Linked DNA regions of Mus musculus: all the other regions are linked to region 1. A link is a contact called in public HiChIP or PLAC-seq and promoter capture Hi-C data. All regions are on one chromosome and are shown on one strand. The core of a region is the stretch at or near the end of the contact, and the rest is flanking DNA. Distances in the headings are between cores, read along the strand shown. Region 1 holds the start of Chaf1b (chromatin assembly factor 1, subunit B (p60)). Region 2 holds the start of Ttc3 (tetratricopeptide repeat domain 3). Region 3 holds the start of Ripply3 (ripply transcriptional repressor 3). Region 4 holds the start of Hlcs (holocarboxylase synthetase (biotin- [propriony-Coenzyme A-carboxylase (ATP-hydrolysing)] ligase)). Region 5 overlaps Hlcs (holocarboxylase synthetase (biotin- [propriony-Coenzyme A-carboxylase (ATP-hydrolysing)] ligase)). Region 6 overlaps Setd4 (SET domain containing 4).

The links. Promoter capture Hi-C pulls out the DNA fragments that hold promoters and counts their contacts. HiChIP or PLAC-seq counts read pairs in DNA pulled down with a chosen protein or histone mark. Capture Hi-C pulls out chosen DNA fragments and counts their contacts.
Region 2: a promoter capture Hi-C map of adipose tissue shows a contact between it and region 1. The contact joins the promoter of Ttc3 here to the promoter of Chaf1b in region 1. A contact is called at or near these places in 6 of 39 promoter capture datasets (the HPC-7 cell line, cranial neural crest, frontonasal cranial neural crest and 3 more), 1 of 484 Hi-C or Micro-C datasets (embryonic stem cells), 3 of 115 datasets of contacts at active chromatin or transcription factors (astrocytes, forebrain and memory CD8 T cells) and 3 of 9 other capture datasets (adipose tissue, liver and macrophages).
Region 3: a contact with region 1 is called in a promoter capture Hi-C map of pancreatic islet. The contact joins the promoter of Ripply3 here to the promoter of Chaf1b in region 1. A contact is called at or near these places in 6 of 39 promoter capture datasets (the C10 cell line, cranial neural crest, liver and 2 more), 4 of 115 datasets of contacts at active chromatin or transcription factors (craniofacial prominence, embryonic limb bud, forebrain and 1 more) and 3 of 9 other capture datasets (adipose tissue, liver and pancreatic islet).
Region 4: a promoter capture Hi-C map of pancreatic islet shows a contact between it and region 1. The contact joins the promoter of Hlcs here to the promoter of Chaf1b in region 1. A contact is called at or near these places in 2 of 39 promoter capture datasets (the C10 cell line and hippocampal neurons) and 2 of 9 other capture datasets (liver and pancreatic islet).
Region 5: a promoter capture Hi-C map of liver shows a contact between it and region 1, with 2.1 times the contacts expected there. The contact joins the enhancer-like site here to the promoter of Chaf1b in region 1. A contact is called at or near these places in 9 of 39 promoter capture datasets (the 3T3-L1 cell line, 3T3-L1-derived adipocytes, frontonasal cranial neural crest and 5 more), 4 of 115 datasets of contacts at active chromatin or transcription factors (forebrain, large pre-B cells, memory CD8 T cells and 1 more) and 1 of 9 other capture datasets (embryonic stem cells).
Region 6: an H3K4me3 HiChIP or PLAC-seq map of bone marrow-derived macrophages shows a contact between it and region 1, with 3 times the contacts expected there. The contact joins the enhancer-like site here to the promoter of Chaf1b in region 1. A contact is called at or near these places in 1 of 484 Hi-C or Micro-C datasets (embryonic stem cells), 3 of 115 datasets of contacts at active chromatin or transcription factors (bone marrow-derived macrophages, effector CD8 T cells and memory CD8 T cells) and 3 of 9 other capture datasets (adipose tissue, embryonic stem cells and liver).

What each region holds. Positions count from the first base shown.
Region 1 is chr16:93,881,888-93,885,527 of GRCm38.p6, reverse strand. Chaf1b (chromatin assembly factor 1, subunit B (p60)) reads right to left here and starts at 1,627. Exons shown (of 14, transcript NM_028083.4): 1 at 1,553-1,627; 2 at 907-1,062; 3 at 37-169. The coding sequence starts at 1,032.
Region 2 is chr16:94,368,999-94,372,638 of GRCm38.p6, reverse strand. Ttc3 (tetratricopeptide repeat domain 3) reads right to left here and starts at 1,900. Exons shown (of 46, transcript NM_009441.2): 1 at 1,778-1,900. It overlaps Pigp (phosphatidylinositol glycan anchor biosynthesis, class P), which reads left to right and starts at 2,089. Exons shown (of 5, transcript NM_001159618.1): 1 at 2,089-2,273; 2 at 2,447-2,550. The coding sequence starts at 2,209.
Region 3 is chr16:94,326,739-94,330,378 of GRCm38.p6, reverse strand. It overlaps Ripply3 (ripply transcriptional repressor 3), which reads right to left and starts at 1,957. Exons shown (of 4, transcript NM_133229.2): 1 at 1,782-1,957; 2 at 958-1,033. The coding sequence starts at 1,882.
Region 4 is chr16:94,288,254-94,291,893 of GRCm38.p6, reverse strand. It overlaps Hlcs (holocarboxylase synthetase (biotin- [propriony-Coenzyme A-carboxylase (ATP-hydrolysing)] ligase)), which reads left to right and starts at 1,603. Exons shown (of 11, transcript NM_001360045.1): 1 at 1,603-1,831. The coding sequence starts at 1,637.
Region 5 is chr16:94,244,151-94,247,790 of GRCm38.p6, reverse strand. The region is part of intron 5 of Hlcs (holocarboxylase synthetase (biotin- [propriony-Coenzyme A-carboxylase (ATP-hydrolysing)] ligase)); the gene reads left to right. Among named protein-coding and RNA genes, the nearest start is that of Hlcs, 44 kb to the left of the region's middle. Within about 2 kb of position 1,665, at least 62 of the 459 cell types and tissues checked have an H3K27ac peak or open chromatin away from gene starts, as enhancers often do. A contact at or near this core is called in liver and memory CD8 T cells, where this site is marked.
Region 6 is chr16:93,584,851-93,588,490 of GRCm38.p6, reverse strand. Setd4 (SET domain containing 4) reads left to right here. Exons shown (of 12, transcript NM_145482.3): 9 at 591-672; 10 at 2,174-2,254; 11 at 3,189-3,312. Among named protein-coding and RNA genes, the nearest start is that of Setd4, 17 kb to the left of the region's middle. Within about 2 kb of position 1,915, at least 118 of the 459 cell types and tissues checked have an H3K27ac peak or open chromatin away from gene starts, as enhancers often do. A contact at or near this core is called in bone marrow-derived macrophages, effector CD8 T cells and memory CD8 T cells, where this site is marked.

The DNA of each region.
Region 1 (3,640 bases), core at 378-2,877:
GTGTCAGGTTTAAGGATTAATAAGGACAATACTTACCATCTCCTCCAGATGCTAAAATCTCCCCAGTTGGAGAAAAGCGTACAACATTGACAGCTTTGGTGTGTCGAGCAAGATTGGAGAGAAATTCCACAATGGCTTTCCCATCTGGCCCCCTCTCCAACTTCCAGATCTGTCGACAGCAAAGCATACATTGCAGAAACACACTAGCCACCTCCTAACTCCCTTCCAGGAGACAACAACTTATCTTCTGGCAGAAAATGCAATTTCTTTTTTGAAACTTTGTAAATCAAAGGAAGTATTAGCAGAAATGCACACCATCAGTCCCCTTACCTGCTATTCCCCTCTTCCAGTTCTTTAGAGCAAATGGGCAAAGCACAGAGCACAGGAGCTAGGCTCAGTATTACTATTTTGAGACAAGGTCTCACCTAGCCCAGGCTGGACTCAAACTCACTACTGTTGAGAATCTCAAACTTCAGATCTGTACCGTATGGGTATTGGGGATACATGCCTGGCACCACAGAGCTCTTCCTAGTTTAGTATTCTAAAATACTGAGAACCCACTTGTAACAATGTAGCAAATAGCCGGGCCGTGGTGGCCCACGCCTTTATTCCCAGCACTTGGGAGTCAGAGGGTTCGAGGTCAGCCTGGTCTACAGAGTTCTAGGACAGCCAGGGCTACACAGAGAAACCCTGTCTTGAAACAACAAACAAAACAAACAAAAACAATGTAGCAAATGTTAAGAAAGCTAATCTTCTCAGCATTCCTTGCTTTCCCCAGGCCTCAGAACTTAGTACACTGGACTAGGTGGCAACCCGACTTGAGTTGCTGCCTTCAGTTTTAAACAAAGGAATGAAAACGTGAGCTCCGCGTAGAACCTCCCCGTATCCTCCCGCCTGTCCATTTACCCTGACGGCGGTGTCCACCCCCGCGGATGCCAGCCTGTGGATCTTCCAGGTTGCCCCATGCTGGAAGTCCAGGCTGTACACTGGCTCCTTGTTGTGCCAGGCGATTTCACACGTGATCACTTTCATCCTCCAGAGTTTCCGCCAGGCAAAGGGAGGCTGGAAACGTTAGCAAAGAGTTAAACAGCGACCCTGGAACATGAAGGGCGAGCCGGGGAAAGAGCACAGAAGCCATTAGCGACGCCGACGGCTCAGACACCTGCAATCTTCAGCTAAAATGCTCCCGCAGGTAGAGAGACTTCCACCAGTGTACGGTTCCGGAAGAGAAAGAAACCAAACACCCCAGACGGAGGCGAGGACGGGCAGCACAGAGCATCGTGTTGAGGTGGGGTCCCAGAGACCGGTACCGGAGTACTGGCTATCATCCCGGGGAGCAGCAAGGGAGGGAGTTCACGGGGAGGGGCGCGGGTCCGGGCGGCCCAACCCGGCCTGGCGGAAGGCGCGCGAGTCCCGGTCCCGGTGGGGACTGTGGTCTGGGACGAACTGCCTTCTGCCTGCGCCCGCGCTGAGATCAGAACTCACGGCCCCGGTGAGGAGCTGCAGCCCAACCCAGGTCAGAAGCGCGGAAGCCGGGTATCAGCAAACCTACCTGCAGTAACTCGGTCCACCCGGGGCCGCCACAGCCCGCAGCTTCCCGCGCGCCGCAGGCCACGCCTCCGGTCACGCCTCCTCGGGGCGGAGTTCCGGGGCGTCCCGCCTCCGCGTGGGCGGGGCTGTCACAAGACAAAGTCTCTGAATGGGAGGGTCCAGGGCATCCCTCCTCCCAGTGGCCAGCAATCTCCCGGCACCTTGGCTTCCGGTGGGCGGAGCTCTGGGCTCTTTTCTTTCTCGTGGGCGGGGCTGTCGCGGCTCGTGGCTCCTGTTGGGCGGGACTGGGAATCCCATTCCCGCGCCTCGGAGGAGTCCAGGCTCGTCCAGCTTTGACGTGCTAACCCGAGATGCAAGACGTCCTACCTACCACGCGTCAGTGTCACATGCTCATCGGACAGATCTTCCCGCCTGGAATTTACGGTCTAGAAAGAAAAGCGGGACTAGAGACGCAGGCAGCTGATTGCACGCTTAGCCAACAGCAGCGGTTCTGTCACCAGCCCCTGCCGGTGATCTCAGCACTCCAGAGGACCCTAAGAGGAAGGTTATCCTCAGCTACAGAGAGTTCCAGGCCAGCCTGAACTAAAGACTAAACAAAAAATATATAACATTTCTTATAGGGCAGATGGGAAACTTTGGGACTCATCTAATATAACCAAATAAGAGTGTCCCAGGCAGTGGATATTTGAGAGCTGTCCTGCCCCACCAAATATCTCAAAATGGCTCTGGAGTTTCAAAATGTCAATAAAACAGCAATGCCTTCGCCCTCTCTTAGCGATGTGACAGACGCCTAGAATGGTTGTTATGATGGTAATCCCAACACTCTGAAGGTGGAAATGGGAAGATGATCAGGAGTTCAAGGTCAACCTTAACTACACAGCAAGATTGAGGCCAGCCTCATGAATGTGTAGGAACTTCCATTCCAATTATGTAATGGTTAATTTATCCACCATGACCTTCTCAATAATGTCACATATTTTTTAAAGATTCTTGTCTCCTATGGTTTTGACTTCTTACAGGCCAGCATATGAAAGTTAAGGTTTTTTTTGTTTTTGTTTTTGTTTTTGTTTTTTTTTTTTTCCAAGACAGGGTTTCTCTGTACAGCCCTGGCTGTCCTGAAACTCATTCTGTAGACCAGGCTGGCCTCGAACTCAGAAATTCACCTGTCTCTGCCTCTCAAGTGTTGAGATTAAAGCCATACACCACCACTGCCCGGCGAAAGTTGGGTTTTTATAAAGAAATGATCTCAAGAGCTGGAGAGGACTCAGCATGTAAGAGCACTGGCTGCTTTGGTCAAGGCCCTGGGTTCAGTTTCCAGAACCCACATGGTGGATCATGACACAGTTCCAGTTAACCCAACACCCTTTTCTGACCTCCAAAAGCACCAGGCACACATATGGTGCACATGCATACATACTGTGATGGCTTGTATATGGTTTGCCCAAGGAGTGGCACTATTAGAAGGTGTGGCTTTGTTGGAGTAGGTGTGTCACTGTGGGTATGGGCTATAAGACCCTCATCCTAGCTGCCCGGAAGCCAGTCTTCTCCTAGCAGCCTTCAGATCAAGATGTGGAACCTTCAGCTCTGCCTGCACCATGCCTGCCTGGATGCTGCCATGCCTTGATGATAATGGACTGAAACTCTGAACCTGTCAGCCAGCCCCAATTAAATGTTGTCCTTATAAGAGTTGCCTTGATTATGGTGTCTCTTCATAGCAATTAAATCCTAAGACACATACATACAGGCAAAACTCACACACATAAAATTTAAAAATCTTTAAAAAAAAATTGGGCTGGTGAGATTACTCAGCCACTATCTTCTGAAGGTCCTGAGTTCAAATCCCAGCAACCACATGGTGGCTCACAACCACCCGTAATGAGATCTGATGCCCTCTGCTGGTACATCTGAAGTCAGCTACAGTGTTCTTATGTATAATAATAAATCTTTGTGCCAGAGCAGCAAGCAGAGGTCCTAAAAATTCAATTCCCAACAACCACATTAAGGCTCACAACCACCTGTACAGCCTGTACAGTGTACTCACATACATTTATGCTTTTTTTTTTTTTTTTGGAGACAAGGTCTCTTGTAT
Region 2 (3,640 bases), core at 651-3,150, 490 kb before region 1:
ACCGTTTTAAAGAGTAAAGACTATAAACAATTCCAAAGTCCATCAAAATGAGTACAATGCAGTGCTATACCAACATTTATAATAATTCAAAGAAAGTACAATTATTCGATTTATTCATATATAAATCTCAAAACGTGATGCTGAGTGAAAAAGCAAGTTGCAAAAAGTCACAATTTTATATCACTTTGGTTAAAAACAAATACTATGTATTGTTTATATATTCACCATTACCAAATTATAAGTTATGCATGGAAATGATACACACAAACCTGAACACAGTGGCTATCTCTAGGTAAGGAGGGGCTCAAACTCTCAGCATCTCCAAAAATGTTTAAGCTTTTTTTTGTTTGTTTTTGTTTTTGTTTGTTTTGGAGAATCTGAAGTAAATTTGGCAAAAAAATAAATATATAACAAACAAAATGGCCTGATTTGGTTAGATCTACCTGTGTTTAATCTCTAAGTATTCCAGAAATTAAAAGAGAAAAAAGGAAAATTAAGCAACAATAAGAAAACCGAGCAGGAGAGAAAGACAATCCGCAGCCCTTGAGCGCAAAGCACAAACCCCTGACAAGCACAGTAGTGGCAATTGAATCCCTAGGAGAGTTTTACCGTATAACAAACCCATTTTTCTTAAAATAAAATACACATTTCTTGAAAGAACGTGTTCTAACTAGAGCTGTGGTTGTGAGAAAACTGCCCCGGAGAGAGCAGTAAAACCTGTATGATTTCAACCCTGTTCCCTTGATCCCTCGCCAGAGTCCAGAGCTTTAAAAGGCTGCTATAAACACCCTGCAATACCCAGTGTTAGCCATCGCCTGGTGAGAGGCACAAGCACAAACGGTGGAAAGAATTTGCAAACTGAAGGACGTCTGGAAACTACAAGCTTCTGAGAAAGGTACCGTGCAGTGGTACCGACACACCCTCGGCTTCATTTTGGTCCTTTGTCCCCCCACCCCCCTAGTCTGTCCCCTCCCCAATAGGAGATGGCAGCCCAGGCCTCAGTGACGTCGCCAGCACTGCGGAGCAGCAGCCCTGCGCAGGCGTAGGAAAAGGCTGCAGGTGGGGAGGTGGGGTGGGGGGCAGCTCTGCGTCCCTCCCGGGTCCTCCCAGAAACGGGGGTGGGGGTGGGGGGGAGAGGCGCGCACACACAGACCAGGGGCAGCGCGCACGCGCGTCACCGCAATTCCAACCCCGCGCACGCCACAGGGCCCCTACACAGCGCACCTTTGGGGACCCTCGAGGACGCACGCGCGCGCCTGCCACTGCAGCCTGCCGCAGCGGCGGGTGGGCGGGCGCGCGCGGGTGCTGAGGAGGGGGCGCGCACACCACAGGGAAGGCAGTGACAAAGGTGGGAGGGGAACCACCATCCTCAGAGGATGAGAAGGACGCCCACGCCGTCGTAGGGAAGGGAGAGCGTAGGAACAAAGCGGGCCAGCCGCAGACCCAGAGGCGCGTCCCCGAGCGCTCGGAACGCGGGAACGGGTACCTGACCCGGGATGTCACCCGCACGCCAGGCGACGCGCACACAAAAGACCCCCCTTCTACCGTTAAGGACGCCCGAGGGTCACTGGACAAAGGGAACACACCCACAAGGGCAAGGGCGGCCACACCCCCTCAGCGCGCGGGCGCTCGGCGAGACGCGCGGCGACGCGCACACCCACACTCACCACACACCCACGGAGGGAGGTGTGGAGCGCCCCGATGCCCGGGCATCTCGGCTGCGGCGGGACGCGCAGACGCTTCCGTGAGCCCCGCCGCGCGCAGGGTCTGCACTCACCCGGGCCCGCAGCCCGCGAGCCTCAGACGCGGGCTGCCGACGCCTCCGGCCCTCCACGTCAACCAGACCCGCAGAGCGAACGCTCCGCGGCTCCTGAGGCGGGCGGGTCACGTGGCTTAGGGTGCGCATGCGCAGTCGCCGCGTCGCCCCCTCAGCTCGGTGGGGTGGGTGGTGAGACCGTGCTAGCCCCCTCGCTGCGGTCGCGGTGCGCCTGCGCCAAGCGGCGGGGGCGCCTGCCAGCCTCTGCTTTTCCTCAGGTTTTTTTTTTTTTTTAATTTCCGCCCACGCTGCGGGGGTAGCTGAGCCGCGCCTGCGCATTGGACTGAGTGGGGCTGAAGGGTGGGGACGGGTGGGCGTCGGTGCTCGCAGGACTCAAGGTCCCGGGCCTCCTGTTTCCTCTGAGCCTCACGAAGGCTGGGACAGGGCCCATCATGAGAGGGCAGGACTCGGGGCCTCTGTCCAGCCCGGGCCCCTTCCTCGCCTCAGAGGGTCCGAGGTGCGCATTTTCCCCGCAGCGCGCGCTCCCGCCGCCCCCTCAGCTGCAGTGGCGCGCGCGCGCGAACATCCGCAGTGGCTGTGTCCGCAGCAAGCGATGAGATTATGTAACAGACCATTGGTGAAGGGGGGCGGGGGGAGATGTCTGACGACGATTGTGTTCCTTTTCCACAGATTGTCTAAAGCCACAGGGAAGATGGTGGAAAATTCACCGTCGCCATTGCCAGAAAGAGCGATTTATGGCTTTGTTCTTTTCCTAAGCTCACAATTTGGCTTCAGTAAGTACTGGAATGATGGATGGCCAAGGCCCTTAATGGTATTGAGAACCAGGAAATAATGTGTTTGTCCTTAGAACGTACACACATGAACTGTTGATTCTTTCTACCTGTGTCTCTTCACGAGTCCTAAAAGGGGTACCGTTTGTTTGCTCAGTTTATGTATGCAGTTCTAGATGAACTCTCCAATATTTATTTAGCACTAGGCTTGATGCTAATGTGAATAAAACCTGGCCCCAATCCTTGAGGTCATAGTCATGTGGAGAAGCATAGTAAACCCACAGTTCAGAGAGCATGATGAGTGCCCTGGAAGAGCCTTGGAAGGTTTAGAAATTGGGGTTAGCTACCTCCAGGCCACTCCCTGGCAGTTCTATCAGAATAAGTCAGGAAGGACCATGGATAGAGTCTCTGAGTGAAGGCCTGTGAAGGTTTGGAAGTGAGATGCTTATAGCTCCAGGATAGCATGCTGTAGCTGAAGAGTGAAGATAATGGGCCAGAGAAGTCAGGTGTAAGAATGTACCCTTAACGTCTGGGATCTGCATTAATGCCCACAATGTTCCATTTTGTAGATGAGGCCACTGAGGCTTACAAAACAAAACAAAACAAAAACAAAGAACAAAAACAAACTTAATATGACCAACTCAACAAACAGAACCAAAGTCCCTCTTCAAATAGTTTGGAAGATATGAGGCAATCAAGTGGTAGAAAATTGAATGCCCACAATCCAACCTGGTCCTTGATAGAAATCAGAATGTCTATGTGGAGGTATCCTTCCCAATTCTTAAGTGAAAAGTACTAGCTTAGCTGTAGTGTAGTGGGATGAAGAAGCTACAGTTACTGGCTCTTTCGTGGAATCATTGTTTGGCCTGAGAGCTTTGTGTTTTGCATGAAGTGAACCTGTGAAGTAGGTGCTGCCTTGCTTCCTCAGTTTAAAGATGGGAATACTGAATTTAAGTAACTTGATCAAAGCCAAATAGCAACAGGACTGGAATTAGAACAGGTATACTGGCAGACTTCACTCTACTGAAGTCCTTTGACTCTTGTATTAACTTGGGTAATTTATGCAAAGAAGCTGCTTAATAAACATTAGCTG
Region 3 (3,640 bases), core at 708-3,207, 440 kb before region 1:
GACTCTAAGGACTTTAAGTCTGAGTGGAATGAGATAGAAAGAGTTCTCTTCAGTCACTTAGAAATTTGGAGCAGGGATTATCAGGACTGAAACAAAACCATGTAGCAGACTCTAGCTGCCCTCCTGTTTGCTCCGTTCTTTAAGCTTCTATAAATGCTAACTGAATTAAAGCACTCAGTATTCAAAGAAAATAACTTAAATGTAAAAGAATAATAGAGGAGTAATTTCCCACAGTTAACTTTTCATATCACATCTATCTGTACATTAAGCTGTATCCCACAGGTGTTGTGTAAGTGAGATGCATGGCCCTTCCTAAGCTACCTCCACTGTTTTAAAGGTCCATTTATATTTGAGAATATAGCAAATGTAAGCAAAACATTCGCTTAATAAGTCAAAAGCAATTAACCGGCAAGGCAAAGATAAAGGGATAGCTGTGGCAATTAATCTTTGCTGACAAAGCCCGGTGCTTGAGTGTATTTGCACAGAGAACAGAAGATCCTGCAAGAGTTCTTGCAGACAGGGCCAGACAAGGGTGGGAGCTTTTAACTGCACTGTCTGGGCACCTGAGGTGGATGGAGGTCTGCCTGCTTTGCAGTGTGGTACATAATCAGCTTTTCTCTAAGGGGGCTGGGCTTTGCCCCTCCCTCCCCCATGCTCTGGTTTATAGAAGAACCCTCCTCTCCCACCGCTGCATGTAATTACCATGCAAAGCCCATGTCCTCAGCTGTTTGCTTTTCAAGGACGGAGGAGCAATCGCGAGCCCAGTGGGCCCATTAGCACCTCCGTTCACTCTGGGCTCTACCCACCAGACCTTCAGGAACTTACTTGTGGGTTAGGCCAAGCTAAGCACGAGAGAGGAGTCCTTCCCCCGGGTTTTGGTTTTGTTTTCAAAGTTATTATAGACGTGGTGCCGCTTTCTGGATTGACTATTGCCTACAACAGTCACATTTAGCTTACCGGACGTTCAGTTCTGGTCAGTTCAGCATCTCCGGGGGGAGGCGACATCCACGGTCTCCACGGGGCTGGAATGGAACTGGAAACAAGCACCAGGAGAGACTGAACTCCTGGCGTTTCTGCCGCCCCGCCCCCCCAAAGGTTACTATGAGGTTGATACCATAGTGTCTGTTTGACAAAGAGTCCCTGCACACACCATGATCCCTTAAGGTCTGTCTGCCGATGGGCCAGTCAGTACTTTACCTGTTCCTGCCTCCTGAAGAATTCTCCGGGCTCTGCTTCCTAGTACACTCTGAGATGGGAAGCCCCAAATCTAACCTATTATTAGGGCGCGTGTGAGTGGAGATTATTTTTTCTCCTAGCAAATCTCTCATTGATACCTCAAATTTTTCTAATACAGATGGTTGGTTTCAAGTACACCACCTCTGCTGCTGGAGACTCCTTAGACTACTATGCCAAAGGCGTTTCTGCATCGCCAAACTGCTCCGCTTCCTACCTACCCAGCTAATCTGATTTCCTTAAACTTCACAGCTTTAAAGATAGCGATGTCCCTGGATGGGCAAACACCGATCCCCAGCGTAGGGCAGGAGACTGTCACTTTGTGATAGACCGCAGGATCCTTTTATAAATTTCTTATGGGGCCCCCAGCCTTCAGTATTTTCCAGCTGGATCAATTTCAGATCCTCAATACACGCAAGTGTTGCCCATTTCCTTGCCAGATATCCGCGGGGTCCCTGCACTTCAGACAGGAGTTTGCAGTAGTCGATCTCAGGTTAAGGAGCTCAGTGTCTGGGTGCACCTCCACCGGGGCCACAGGACACCCTCACCTTTCGGGCCCGCGTGGCAGCGGTAGCCTCCCGGGATCATCCCCCGGACAGTGGCAGAGGCGTCCCCGCGCCTCCCGGACTCCGGCCGCCTCCGGTCTCATGGTGCGGGTGTCGCGCGAATCTCTCAGCCCGACGGCGCCTGGTCCCCCTGGCTGAACGCGCTCACCTACCCGCTCACTCGGCGCCAGGTTTAAAAACTGGGGCGGGGCGGGGAGGGGACTCGGGGAAACTGCGCCCCGTGGGGAGGGGGAGGGCAAGGGACCTCGGGAAGGGACGGAGGAAGCAGAGGGTGGAGACCAGAAAGGCTCAAGGAAGAGAGCAGGGTCGGGACGGCGGGGAGGGGTGTGTGTCCAGAGTGGAGAAAGGACAAAAGAAAACCAGGAGGGTCACTGGCGGAGCGGGAAGCGCAGGGCGGGACAGACGGCCTACAGGGCCTCCGAGATGACGGGTGGCGGCTGCGCGTCCCGGGGAACAATTTTCCCCACTGCTGAGCAACTCCTGGGGCCGCTGCCCTCGGGGCTCTGATCCCTAAAAGCATGAAGCCCCACCCCGCACCCCAGTTCTCCCAGAGTTTCCCTTTCAGCACTGTGAGAGGTGGTGAGTGTGGGGCACAGAGTCCTCGCTACACCGAGGGTCAGGACAGCTCCACGAGTGGGTGACAGCTGGGTTTACGAAGCCAGGCGAGGGTTTAGGCGCAACCTCCGCACCGACGAAAGCCTTAAGATGGGGGAGGGGTGCTTCCTGTTAGGGGTCACCAGTCAGGACCCCGGGTACCCCTTTGCCCAATAACCTGTTCTCCAGTGCCAGGTGACTGCATGTGAACACTGTAGCTTGGTCTGTGTCATTTAAATTAAGTGACTCGGGTTTTAAAAACCGAGAGGGGTGGGGAATAAAATGTTTTCGAATGGTTTATTTAAGATCTGGGGAATATTTAACACCAATTAAGGGCAAATAGGAAAGAGGGAGTATTTACAAATTTTATTTACAGTATTAAAAGCCCTGAATATAAAGCAGGAAGCTGGGAGTGAGCAAACAATGTGAACTCACGAACACAGTTAAGGTGTCAGTGGTTTCTTGTTGTTTTAATAAAAAAACACCTAGATGTGGGTGCCTTTTAAAGAACTTTGATAACGTGTATCTGTGAGCCCAAAGAATGAAAAGGTATCTAGTGACAGCCAAGTGTTCCCAATAGTATGTAAAGGATGGGGGTATGTTATATAGCTGATAAAAACACACTCATGTTGAGCCATCACTCAGGAGGCAGAGGCAAGGGGATCTCTGTGAGTTCAAGGCCAGCCTGGTCTACAGAGTGAGTTCCAGGACAGTCTAAGGATGCACAGAGAAACCCTGTCTCAGAAACTTAAATAAATAAATAAATAAATTTGTGCAGGTCTCTTTTCTCTCCTAGTCCTGTGTCTGAAATCCAGGAACTCTACGGAGTCCTGAACACTATGGAAAATTAGATAAAAGGTTATTTTTAGATCATTTTATCTTATGTGTGTTTTACCTGCATGCAGGTCTGCCCACCATGTTACCTTTCCATCCTCTGGAACTGGAGTTACAGACGGTTGTGAGCCACCATATGGCCGTTGAGAACCAAATCTGAGTCCTCTGCAAGAGCAACAAGTGCCCTTAACCATTGAGCTGTGTCTCCAGCCCCTAGATACAAGGTTTAGAAAGAGGAGCTGCTTAGGGTAACTTTGTTTTTACATTTGTTTGTTTGTTTGTTTGCTTATGTGTATGGGCAAGACATGTGGGGGCCAGAAGACATCTTGTGGGGGGCTGCTCTTTCTGTCTCCCAGGTGGATTCTGGGATGAAGCTCAGCATTTCTTGGCTTCTTTATCTGATGAGTTATCTT
Region 4 (3,640 bases), core at 354-2,853, 410 kb before region 1:
AGAATCCAGGGCTAATTTGTGTTTGTGGGTCGCCAAAACAAGAGGAACTGTATTAAAGGGTCACAGTATTAGGAAGGTTGAGAACCACTACAAACACAGCCCAGTCGTATGAAGGCACTTTCTCAGTTGAGCTTCCCTCCTCTCCAGTGACTCCAGCTTGTGCCAAGTTGACATAACACTATCCAAACGAACACTACTTGGTAGTAATTAGTGCCTTGCAGGGAGCCACTTCCACTAGGGAAAGCTGACTGCCTTCCCCTCAATACAGCCCGCCCTCCCGTCCTCAGTGACATGTACCTTCCTCATGAGCCCAGTCATTTCTTCCTGGACCCTCCTGCTAAATCTGTTGTTGCTACACCATCTGACCACAAGGCTGAGGTTCTGTGAGTGGACTTCTTTTTTCTTTTCCAGACACAGTTTCTTTGTGTAGCCCCAGCTGTCCTGGAACTCACTCTATAGACCAGTCTGGCCTCGAACACAGAGATTAGCTTGCCTCTGCCTCCCAAGCGCTGGAACTAAAGGCATGCGCCACCACTGCAGAGTGAGTGGCCATTTGAGATGAGCAGATCCATGGCCAGTGTACCTGACTGTTGTTAACACATTATGCTGCTTGTTTGCAGTTCGGGAGCAAGGGTCAGGGCAGCAAGCAACTACAAATTGTTTGTTCAGAGTTATTGTGGATGGGAGGCTCTGGGGAAGAAAGCTGCTGTTTTTAATTGCTGGGAGAATTTTGCTTCCCCTGGGACAGGCCCTCTGGGAATCATAACTGATGTTCCCTCCTTCCACTGGGCTCAGGATGCCCACAGTTAAACCGGTAACAGACATGTAGTGGGAATACCTCGGGTTTTTTTTTTTTTTTTTTTTTTTTTTTTTTTTTTTGTGTGTGTGTGTGTTCTTCATATGAATCCATGTAATTTACCCAATAGCACTTTTTGAAGGTTTAGCATGATCTAATAAAACAGCTTCACCTGATTTACCAACTGGGTCGGGTAGAGGCCGTCAGTCTTGTCAGTTCTCTGATTTGTAATGTGTTGATAGTTCGCAAATACTGGCTGTTGATATAAACTTAGGCCCAGTGCCTCACTCATCCCCACCCTCAAGGAATGGAGGCTGAACTTTGACTTGATCAGGCTATCCACCTCCCTCACCCTCTCTGCTCCCTCCCCCCCAATACTTTCCCAGCCCCTCACTACTCTGCCCCTGTCCCTGTATGTCCCTAGCACAGCCCCTCTCACCTCCCCAGTTCACTCTAGTTCTGCAGCCCAGGTCTCTCCATCTCCAGAGCACACCTTCAATCTCCTGGCTCACCTTTCCCCCAGCCCCTCTTGGAAAAGCCAGCCTCCTGAGACCAGACAGTGACCTCTCTTCCAATGCCATCTTCAGTCCTGCCTGCCCTTTCCATTCCTGTAGCCTCTCTTTACCCGAGGCACCCTCTCCATGGTCCTGGCGCCCCCAGATGCTACCCAGCCTGCTGCATCCTTCCACCTCTAGCGCATCCCTCTCCTGCATCCTTCCTTGCCCCGCACACCCGCTCCGCCCTCAGCCCCCCTCCTGCAGCGCACGCGCACTCCACACTCCCGAAGCCTCGCTTCCGGCCGGGGCGGGGCCTGGCGCGAGCCGGGCGCGGGCGCCGGCCATGCTCATCACGCTGTGCTACCTGTACCTGTGGGCGCGCTGGGGGCGCCGGCCGGCCGCGCTGGTGCTGTCCACGGTGCGGCGGCTGCGTGCTTCGCGCTGCTCCTTCACCTTCTGCCGCGCGGCCGCGCAGCCCAGGGACGCGCGCGTGTGCCTGAGCCAGGGCGGCCGCGTCTTCTGCGTCGGCGAGAGCCAGGTGGGCGGCGGGCGGGGTCGCCGCGTGGACGGGGCTCGGCTGCAGCTCGGCTCGCACAGCCCACGCGTGCACGGGAGCCCGGGAAGCCCTGCTGTGACCTGTGGGCCGCGGGCCAGCTGCCCCTCCCTGGTGTCTCCGGTCCTGCAGCTGCAGCAGGCACATCCCGGACATCCCTCGTGGCACCTAGTGTTCCCGTGGGCTAGCTTCTGGTCCTGTCGGAGGGTGATGGCCGCTGCCCCTCACTGGGAAGGGGGCACTCTGGCCGTTTGCACAGGTCGGCTGCAGGCAAGGGACCTGACTTCACAGTGCACTTCCTACCATACACTTCTGGACACACTTGTTTCCGTGAACACCATTCAGTGTTTTGCTTTTCAGCCGTCTCTGCCCTTTCCGCTTCCTTCTGGAAATCTGCCTCACTTTCAGCACTAAACTGAGAGTTTTTTTTCCCCCGTAGATGTCAAACCCTAACACCGATACGAGAATCATAATCTTACTTCAGGGTGAATATTTTTGTCAAGCTGCTTAGTAATGAGGATGGAATCGTGCTTCTAGGGAACTAACAAAGAAAGCACTCTAAGAAACACCGTGTGGGGATTGAGGATGGTTCAGTGGTTAAGGACACTTGTTGCTCTTGCAGAGCATCCATGTCTAGTTAGTTCCAAGTCCCCACATGGTGGCTCCTAACCATCTGTGACTCCAGTTCCAGAGAGTCCAAGGAATGCAGATGGCGCACGTACACACGTGGGGGCGGGACAGCTGTACACATAAAATTAAATGAATCTAAAGAAGAATACAGTGTGAATTACACACCGAGATCTCTCAGGCTTCCCAAGCTTACAGCTGTAGGAATAGACATGACTAGTACCACCTGGCGCAAGGAAGGTGCAGTGCACACAGATCTGCCCCTCTTAGAATATCTGGGCTCAGTTCTCTTAAACCATTTAAGAGACATCACAAAGAATAATCACCAATGGTGGACTTTTCCACTGTGGCAGTCTCTAAGCTGATTATTTAAAACAAAGCCTTTATTTAAAACAAAGTCTTTGAGGTTTATATCAGAGTAGAGAATTTGCCAAAGATAATTTCTTCGATACTTTGAACATGTTCATGACCTTGGTTTTCTAACTATGCTAACTCAGTTACTTGGCTCTTCCCTGCTTCAGAACCCCAAGTAGGGCACAGCCTTATGGGTATCTGTGCCTCATTGCACTCCTGCTTGTCCCTCAACCCTAGCTTTGCCCACACATCCTTACTGTGTCTTTCTAGATTCAGGGCTGTGACTCTTCTGCTCTGGGTGTCCCTTGATTTTAGTAGACTAAAACCTTTTAAAATCAAATTACAATCCTTCCAGAAATCTGAAAATGATTGAAGTAGATTTTCAAGGTTGCTAGCACACCTAAAATAAGATATGAACACCTGAGGAATGCTCAGTCCCCAGTATAAACGTGGTATTTGCATTCGGTGTGGGTCCTCCTGTGTTTGAGTCATCTCTTGGTTACTTCAATACCTGATGCAGGGCAAAAGCTGTAAATGGTTATCATAGAGTGTGGTTTGGGGGTCAATGACAAGAACAAAAGTAAAATTATTTGTACAGATAATTATTTTTTTGTTTGAACCCAGGGATGTAAAACTCACAGGTAAAAATGGCCAGACACATCTTATTGGCTAACCTCTAAACCACTCTTAAAAACTCCGATGAATTCCTGACTGGGTGCATATTTCCTTTAAAGCATGTCTGTTGGCATGTCTGCATGTGGGAAAGGTTCTCTCCTGAAGTAGCTCCAGTTTCTGGGTTTGACAATTGTGTGA
Region 5 (3,640 bases), core at 416-2,915, 360 kb before region 1:
GCTCCCAAGTGGCCCTGGGTATTTCAGGACAATCAGAGCTACATAGAGAAACCCTGTCCCCAAAATCAAACCAAATCCAGACAAGCAAACAAAAACCACAGACAACAACAACAACAACCTAATGAAAACAGAGACCTGGAGGTCTAGCACAAGCCGTGTTCACTTGACTTTATAGTTGGTTGGTGGCAGGTCAGTTCATCTGATCCCCCCATGTCCAGTGACAACTACCCCCTGGCTCCAGAGAATGCCAGGCCAGGCAGACAGAAGACAGGCACATGAAAAATGGTGGGACTGAGTATATCCTAGATGCAGAGGCGGTGTCTCAGCTGGTGGTGACCAGCAGAAGCCATCATGGGACAGAGCACCCAACAGAGGGGGTGTAAGTAAGCAAAGGGGTTCTGCTTTGGATTGTGGATTCCTCATGTCAGAGCAGCTCAGTGGCGGAGGGCAGTGTTTGCATGCTTGAGCTCCTGCCTAGCCTGGCTGGACCAGGAGCAGAGGTAGGTCCGACCTGGAAGACCGGCCCCTGGTTGAAGGCTCCCAGCTCCTGTAGCGCTTCCACCAGGGGACTAAATGTACAAATGTGAGCTTCTGGGGTACATGCCACCAGCAGACCATACCATGCAGCAGATATCTGTGGAGGAAGTGAAACATACGGGATGAACTGCTCTGTGAGAGTGGGCTGTCAGGCGGGCGACCCATCCAACCTCTGAAGAAGGTGGGGGCAGTCATCCACACTTGGGCTCCTCGATTCCCTGTGACCCAAGCACTGTTCACAAGTCCCCACTCCCCAACACTGCTGCATTATGGAATTTGAGCCATGACTAGGAACTTGTGGGATACACCCAGACCATAGCAGGAAGTACGAAGAGGCCAGGTGAGTCCACTTCCGGGAGAGCTGAGCAGGCTTTTCCAACTGGCACCCCAGGCATGGTTTCCTTGGCTTTGCCCCCTTCACATTCCCCAAACTGTCAGAAGTTGGTTTGTGTTGGACTCTGACAAATGGCGGGCGTTTCGCATAAGGCACGGCTAATGAAGGCCTTGGAGACTCCTGCGGATGCCGACCCAAACCCAGGAGTCCTGTGAGTGGAAGTCCACCCCTCTTGTTGTAAGGGCAGCGCCTGATTCCTGCCTAAAGCCTCCCTTTGTCTAGGAGCCCTCCCCTTCCCTGTGCTCCTAGAACTAGCCTGGTTGGCCCGGAGGAGGTGTGAGGCCCATAAAACCAGCCTCGTTAGAAATGACTTATTCATTTCTCCTGTTACTGTTTCCCCTCAAGCCCTTTGTGGTCTTCACTAGTTGGCAGGGTGGTGGGGGTCGGTGGGGGAAGGGTTGGGGGTGGTGGAGGGGTAGAAAGTAGTAAATCTAGGGCCTTTTACTACAACTGAGCCAGGCTATCACTTTACTGGACACATACTGAGTGCCTACTTCGCAGAGGCACTGGTGTGGATGGAGATGGGGAGGAGCACGCCCCTCAGATTCATCTCACAGGTGGTGTGTATAGTAGACTGTGGTGGTTTAAATGAGGTGTGTCCCCTGGTCTCACCCTTGGGGACTCAGGGTGTTTCTTCAGGGGTGTGGCTTTACTGCAGGGGTGTAGTCACCAGGGGGTGGTCTCGGAGTCGCTGCCTAACCTCACTCTCAGTTCCCTCTCTCTGTCTCGTGCCCACAGTTGAGGGCGTGAGCTCTCAGCTTCCTGTTCTGGCCACCGCTCCCACTGTTGTGCCTCCCAGCCAGGAGAAACTACCCGCTCAAATCCCACCACCTCTCAAATCCACCATTCCTTCCATAAGCCCGTCGGCTTTATCTCATTGTGTTTGGACACAACGGAAAGGTAGCTAAGAGTCGCAGAGTTCCTGTTCCAGTTTGGCCTAGGTTCTGGCAGAGAGGATCAGAGTGTGCAGAAAGGCAGATGGCAGCAGGGACAGAAGCCAGGCCTGGTCTGTGAGTACCCTCCCCAGTCAGCGCCCAGTCCTCCCTCACCCTCTGCACTGTCCGAGGGTCGGGGTCCTCCCGCGCCCACCTCTGGTGGGTTCCATTGTGAGGCTGTTCTGTGTTCCGTGTGCTCGTAGCCCCAATGAGAGGCTCTTCCCGTTTGCTCCTCCCGTCCTGTGGGCCCCGGGTGCCTCATTGCCCCTCACTCTGATTCTTTCAACTCTGCCCACACTTCCGTGAAGAGATCTTTATTGGACATTCTGAACGCACTATATCCTGCCCAAACCGGATCGCCGTGAGGCCAGGAGTAACTCTGCTACGCGATAAACTTTGTTCTGTGTGAGAGATGTCATCTGTCAGAATAGAAGCAGCAGGGAGATGGCGAATCCAAGCTTCAGATTGAAGTTCCTCGTACTGAGCTCCAAGCTGCACCCCTGTATTATCACTACCCCCAACTTGCACTTGCCAGAGTTTGCATCTGTCTGGGGCACTGTTAGCAGGCCATAATAGTCTGTGTTACTTGGACCTGAGTAAGGCGGGGGGCCATTGCTGGAGACCGTGGGGAGGAATAAGAGCAAGAATTCCGGGGCAGGTGGATTTGGTTTCATGGCATCAAGTTCCAGCTCTGCCACTTGTTGCCTGTGTGATTGTGAGGCAGGTTGGACAGGTGGGATGTTATGGTGGCGTGGGGAGGGAGAGGAGTACTCCCCTCCAGCCCCCCCCCCCCCCGGAGTCTAAAGCCCCTGGCGAGCTGAGAGCCAACATTTGCTGTGAAGAGTACCAACATAGCTGGGAGGCTGACAAGAGGGCTCAGTGGGTAAAGGGGCTTGCTGCCAAGCCTGACCAACTGTGATCCCAAAGACTCACCTAGCTGAAAGAGAATGGACTCACTCCTGTAAGCTTTTCTCTGGCCTACACACACACACACACACACACACACACACACACACACACACACAGGAGGTGACTCAGTGAGCAAGAGCGTTTGCTTTGGAAGCGTGGGGACCTGGTGGTTTGGGTCCCAAGTACTAGCAAAACCCGGGTGCAGGGGCTGTGGGTAGCTCTGTGACTAAGTGCGCTTACTACTTTTACAGAGGACCTGAGTTTGGTTCCCAGCATCTACAGGGTGGCTCACAACTGTTGAAACACTCAAACACACGAAAATAATAAAATCTTAAAACAAACACACAGACAAAACTTCTGCATGTGGCTTCACTGGCCTGTAACCCCAGCACTCTGTAGCAGAGATAAGGAGATCCTGGGGCCACCCCCAGTCAGACACAGTGAGGTCTGGGGTCAGGGAGACACCCTGCCTTGAGGGCATAAGGCCAAAGGTGCTGGAGGATACAGTAGGTCCCCTCCCCTTCCCCCATCACTTTCAAAGGCATGCACAAGAGTGTTAATTGGAAAGAGGTTTCAGGCCCCACTGTATATGGCCCCTAGCAAAGGCCCACTCCTCCCTCGGATGTTTTATAGGCAACTCACGAATAGGCTTTGCTTAAGGTGGAGAGTCTCTGACTTCTTACATCCCAGGTCTTCTAGCTTTACCTCGTGAACTGGAGTCCTGCCAGGTGCACACTGTGACTATTCTTGGACATGCCTCGCTTTCTCTCAGAACATCTTTCTAATAACTCCTTTTCTTATATGTTAAACAGGTCTCTCAGAGGTGGGGAGATGGCTCCATGCATAAAATTCCTGCTGTGCAAAT
Region 6 (3,640 bases), core at 666-3,165, 300 kb after region 1:
CATGGAGTAGGGCCCAGGGGTTGGCTCAGTGGCCTGCCTGGTCTGGCATGTGCAGGCCCTCTCTGAAGGAAAAGGAAAGCTTGCTTCTGTCAGAGTTACACCCCCAAATCCTTGCTTTTCTTTCTTTTTAAAACACAGAATGGAAGTCTTCTATCACCTCAAAAAACAAAAGAGCCATTGCTTTCTCTCTCCTTCAGAAACGTCCGCCAGGCTTCACAGTTTAGGCTGAGGCTGTGGTCACGGCTGCGGGGACTGCTTTGAATCAGGTGTAACGCAGTATTGCCGTCCTGGGCGTGTGCTGAGGCAGCCTGTTCCTAGCTGGCCCCCAGCAGGGCTAACCCTCTGGCGGCTTCCTCTTAGGCTGTTGATGTGCTTAGGGGCAGCCTGAGCCTCGCGTCTGTGCTTCTGTCCTCCGCCTTGGAAAGCTCACAGCTCTTCAGGGAGCCGGGATCTCAGCGAGCTGTCCTAAAGAGGACACTTGGTGTGAACTGGCAGACACTCTGGTTATCGTGGGCGGCTGATGGGAGGGAGAGGGGCATGTGCTTTATCTGAATCACATCCTAAGTCTGATGGTCTCCTCTCTAATGCAGACATGCTGGTTAAGTTCCTCCCTGCAGCAGATAAGCAGCTCCACAGGAAGATAACCATTTTGAAGGATCATGGCTTTACAGGGTAAGGCTTTTCTGTCTGGAAATTATCCCTTCAGGGAGTTCCCATGGGAATACTCCTGGCTCTGGTTTCTGTAAGTGTGACCCTCCTGTCTCTGTGTTGGCTGTCAGGTGGGTGTTTATTAAGCTCTTAGACTGTAGCAAGTTGGGCTTGTTGTCCTAGGCACTCAAGGGGTGAGAGTCAAGCTTGAAACAGTCCTGTCCGTGACCCAGGCCCGGGTCAGGTGGGGTGGAGCTGCGCTGTCACAGGCCATGCTGGTCCCTAGCAGAACATCAGGGACGGTGACCTACACCGGATCCCCAGCTCTTTCACGTCTTCTTTTCTGGATAAAATCAGGTTTTTTGGGTACACAGCGACAGTGGCTGTTTGCTCTCCGGGATGACCAGGGTCTCTGTGTTCATCTCACTGTAAACGTGTGATGTAGTTACCAGGCCGCTTGCTGTGGTCCCGTGACCAAGTTCAGTGTCTGGCTGAAATTGATTGGAAATGGCTTTTAGCCTTGTCTTAGTTAGGGTTACTAGTGCTGTGATAAAACACCATGACCAAAAGCAAGTCTGGGAGGAAAGGGTTCATTTGGCTCACACTTCCACATCACAGGAACTCAAGCACGGCAGAAGCCTGGAGGCAGGAGCTGATGCAGAGGCCATGGAGGGGTGCTGCTGCACTGCTGGTTTTGTGTGTCAACTTGACACAGCTGGAGTTATCACAGAGAAAGGAGCTTCAGTTGGGGAAATGCCTCCATGAGATACAACTGTAAAGCATTTTCTCAATTAGTGATCAAGGGGGAAAGGCCCCTTGTGGGTGGTGCCATCCTTGGGCTGGTAGTCTTGGGTTCTATAAGAGAGCAGGCTGAGCAAGCCAGGGGAAGCAAGCCAGTAATGAACATCCCTCCATGGCCTCTGCATCAGCTCCTGCTTCCTGACCTGCTTGAGTTCCAGTCCTGACTTCCTTGGTGATGAACAGCAATGTGGAAGTGTAAGCCGAATAAACCCTTTCCTCCCCATCTTGCTTCTTGGTCATGATGTTAGTGCAGGAATAGAAGTCCTGACTAAGACAGCTACTTACTGTTTTGTTCCTCTTGGCTTGCTCCTCCTGCTTGCTCATAGAGCCCAGGACCACCTGCCCAGGGATGACTCCACCCACAGTGGGCGGGGCCCTGCGCCATTGTTCACTGATTAAGAAGGTGCTCTGCAGCTGGATCTGAGGGAGGCAGTTCCTCAGCTGAGGTTCTCTTCTTTCCGGTGACTCTAGCTTGTGTAAAGATGACATCAACTAGCCAGCACAGCCCAGAGCAGTCAGAGCAGGTTCCGTTTGTGTGGAGTGACCCACACAGAGGCTGGTGTTACCCAGCTTCATTCGTCGTAGCCGCAGCCTGATTTTCTCGCCTCTGTGTGGAGGTGACCTAGCATTGTACTTGTTCAAAGCCACTGCTGGCTTCCTTGGGTGCTTGCCACGGAGTCGTTTCTACGCGACACATTTGGTGTTGCCTGCTTCTCTTTTGTAGAAATCTGACGTTTGGATGGGATGGGCCGTCCTGGAGGCTACTCACGGCTCTCAAGTTGCTGTGTCTGGAAGCCGAGCGCTTGTAAGTCTCCCCTGCATTACGTACAAGCTGCGCCTACTTCCTGGTGAAGCTGAGGGGTTTGGGAGGCTTGGATTTAGAGGGAAGGAGTGGACTGTGCCCCGCTGCTTTCAGGGGCCTTAGCCTTCCAGAGTGCGTGGCTCTGAGAACTTGCCCCTCTGTCCAGGTGACCCCTGGTGACTGAGTATTGTCAGCGCTGTCACTGTTCAGGGCACATCTGCCAGTGGGTGGCTTTTCCTGTGGTAAGCAAGCTTCTAACCACAACCCTCTAACTGTCCTAACCAGCCCCGCTGAAGGCCTTTTTCGTGAAAGGAGCCGGGTAGAAGAACCCAGTGTAGACGTTCATCTTGCTCAGGCTCCTCACCCTTTCTAAGGGGTTAGGGCTGCCAGTCACACCCCAGAGCCTTCACCTCTGCAAGCCAAGGCACCGTGAGTGACTGACTCACCTGGGTGTAGAGGATGGCCTAGCTGCAGACTCCTTCCATTTGGAGGGCGTGTGGCAGTGAGCTGTGTTTGTGGCTGTCACCTTTTAGGAAAAACTTTCCCTTAAAGGAGCACACAGTGCTACAGCTGCTGAGTCTTGTGGCCATTTGCCAGAGCCTGGCCTTCCGGTTTTGTGTTTCTGCCCCTTGTGCCCCTGTAGCTGGTGGGTGTGACTTCAATGACTTGTCCACCAGACCCAGGACTGCTGTGAAAATAGAATCCAGTCTCTGCTGGCCGGGAGCCGACTGACTAGCTGGCCCTTGATTTACTCTGCTCCTCTTTCTTCCTCCGTGCTGGTGGCTCCCACTCAGGAGCTGAATGATGTCACGGCTTAGGAGCCGAGCTTCACTGTGCTCCGGAAGAATGGGCGTGCTGTGTGTCATCTTGCAGAGTGAGTGCCATCTCCGGTAACGGGGACCTGCTGAAATGACTTTATTGAATATTTCTGCTCTAGCACATCCTGGAAAAAGGTGCTCCTTGGCGAAGTCATCTCCGATACAAACGAGAAGACAAGCTTGGGCGTGGCCCAGAAAATATGCTCTGACGTCATCGAGGAGACGCACGCTGTGCTGCGCAAGGTGTGGGCCCAAGGTTTCAGTCCCGAGGCTGCTTATCATGTGTGCCATTAGGGAAGTCCTGAGAGTTCCTGATGAACAAATGTGGCTGTGTTAACAGGTTTACATTTTACAAGTTAAGTAAATGCGGCTGGGGAGCTGGCCTGATGGTGACGACCGGCATGCAAGCTGGGATGGCAGCCTGTTTTCCCGGGGCCTGGGGTGGGGATAGGCAGAAACCAGTGGATGTAGGTGGAACCAGGAGAATTAAGGAGGCTCGCTGGCCAGCTGGCCTAGTCCAGCGGTGAGTTCCAGGTTAAGTGAGAGACCTTGACTCACAGCAATAGAGGTA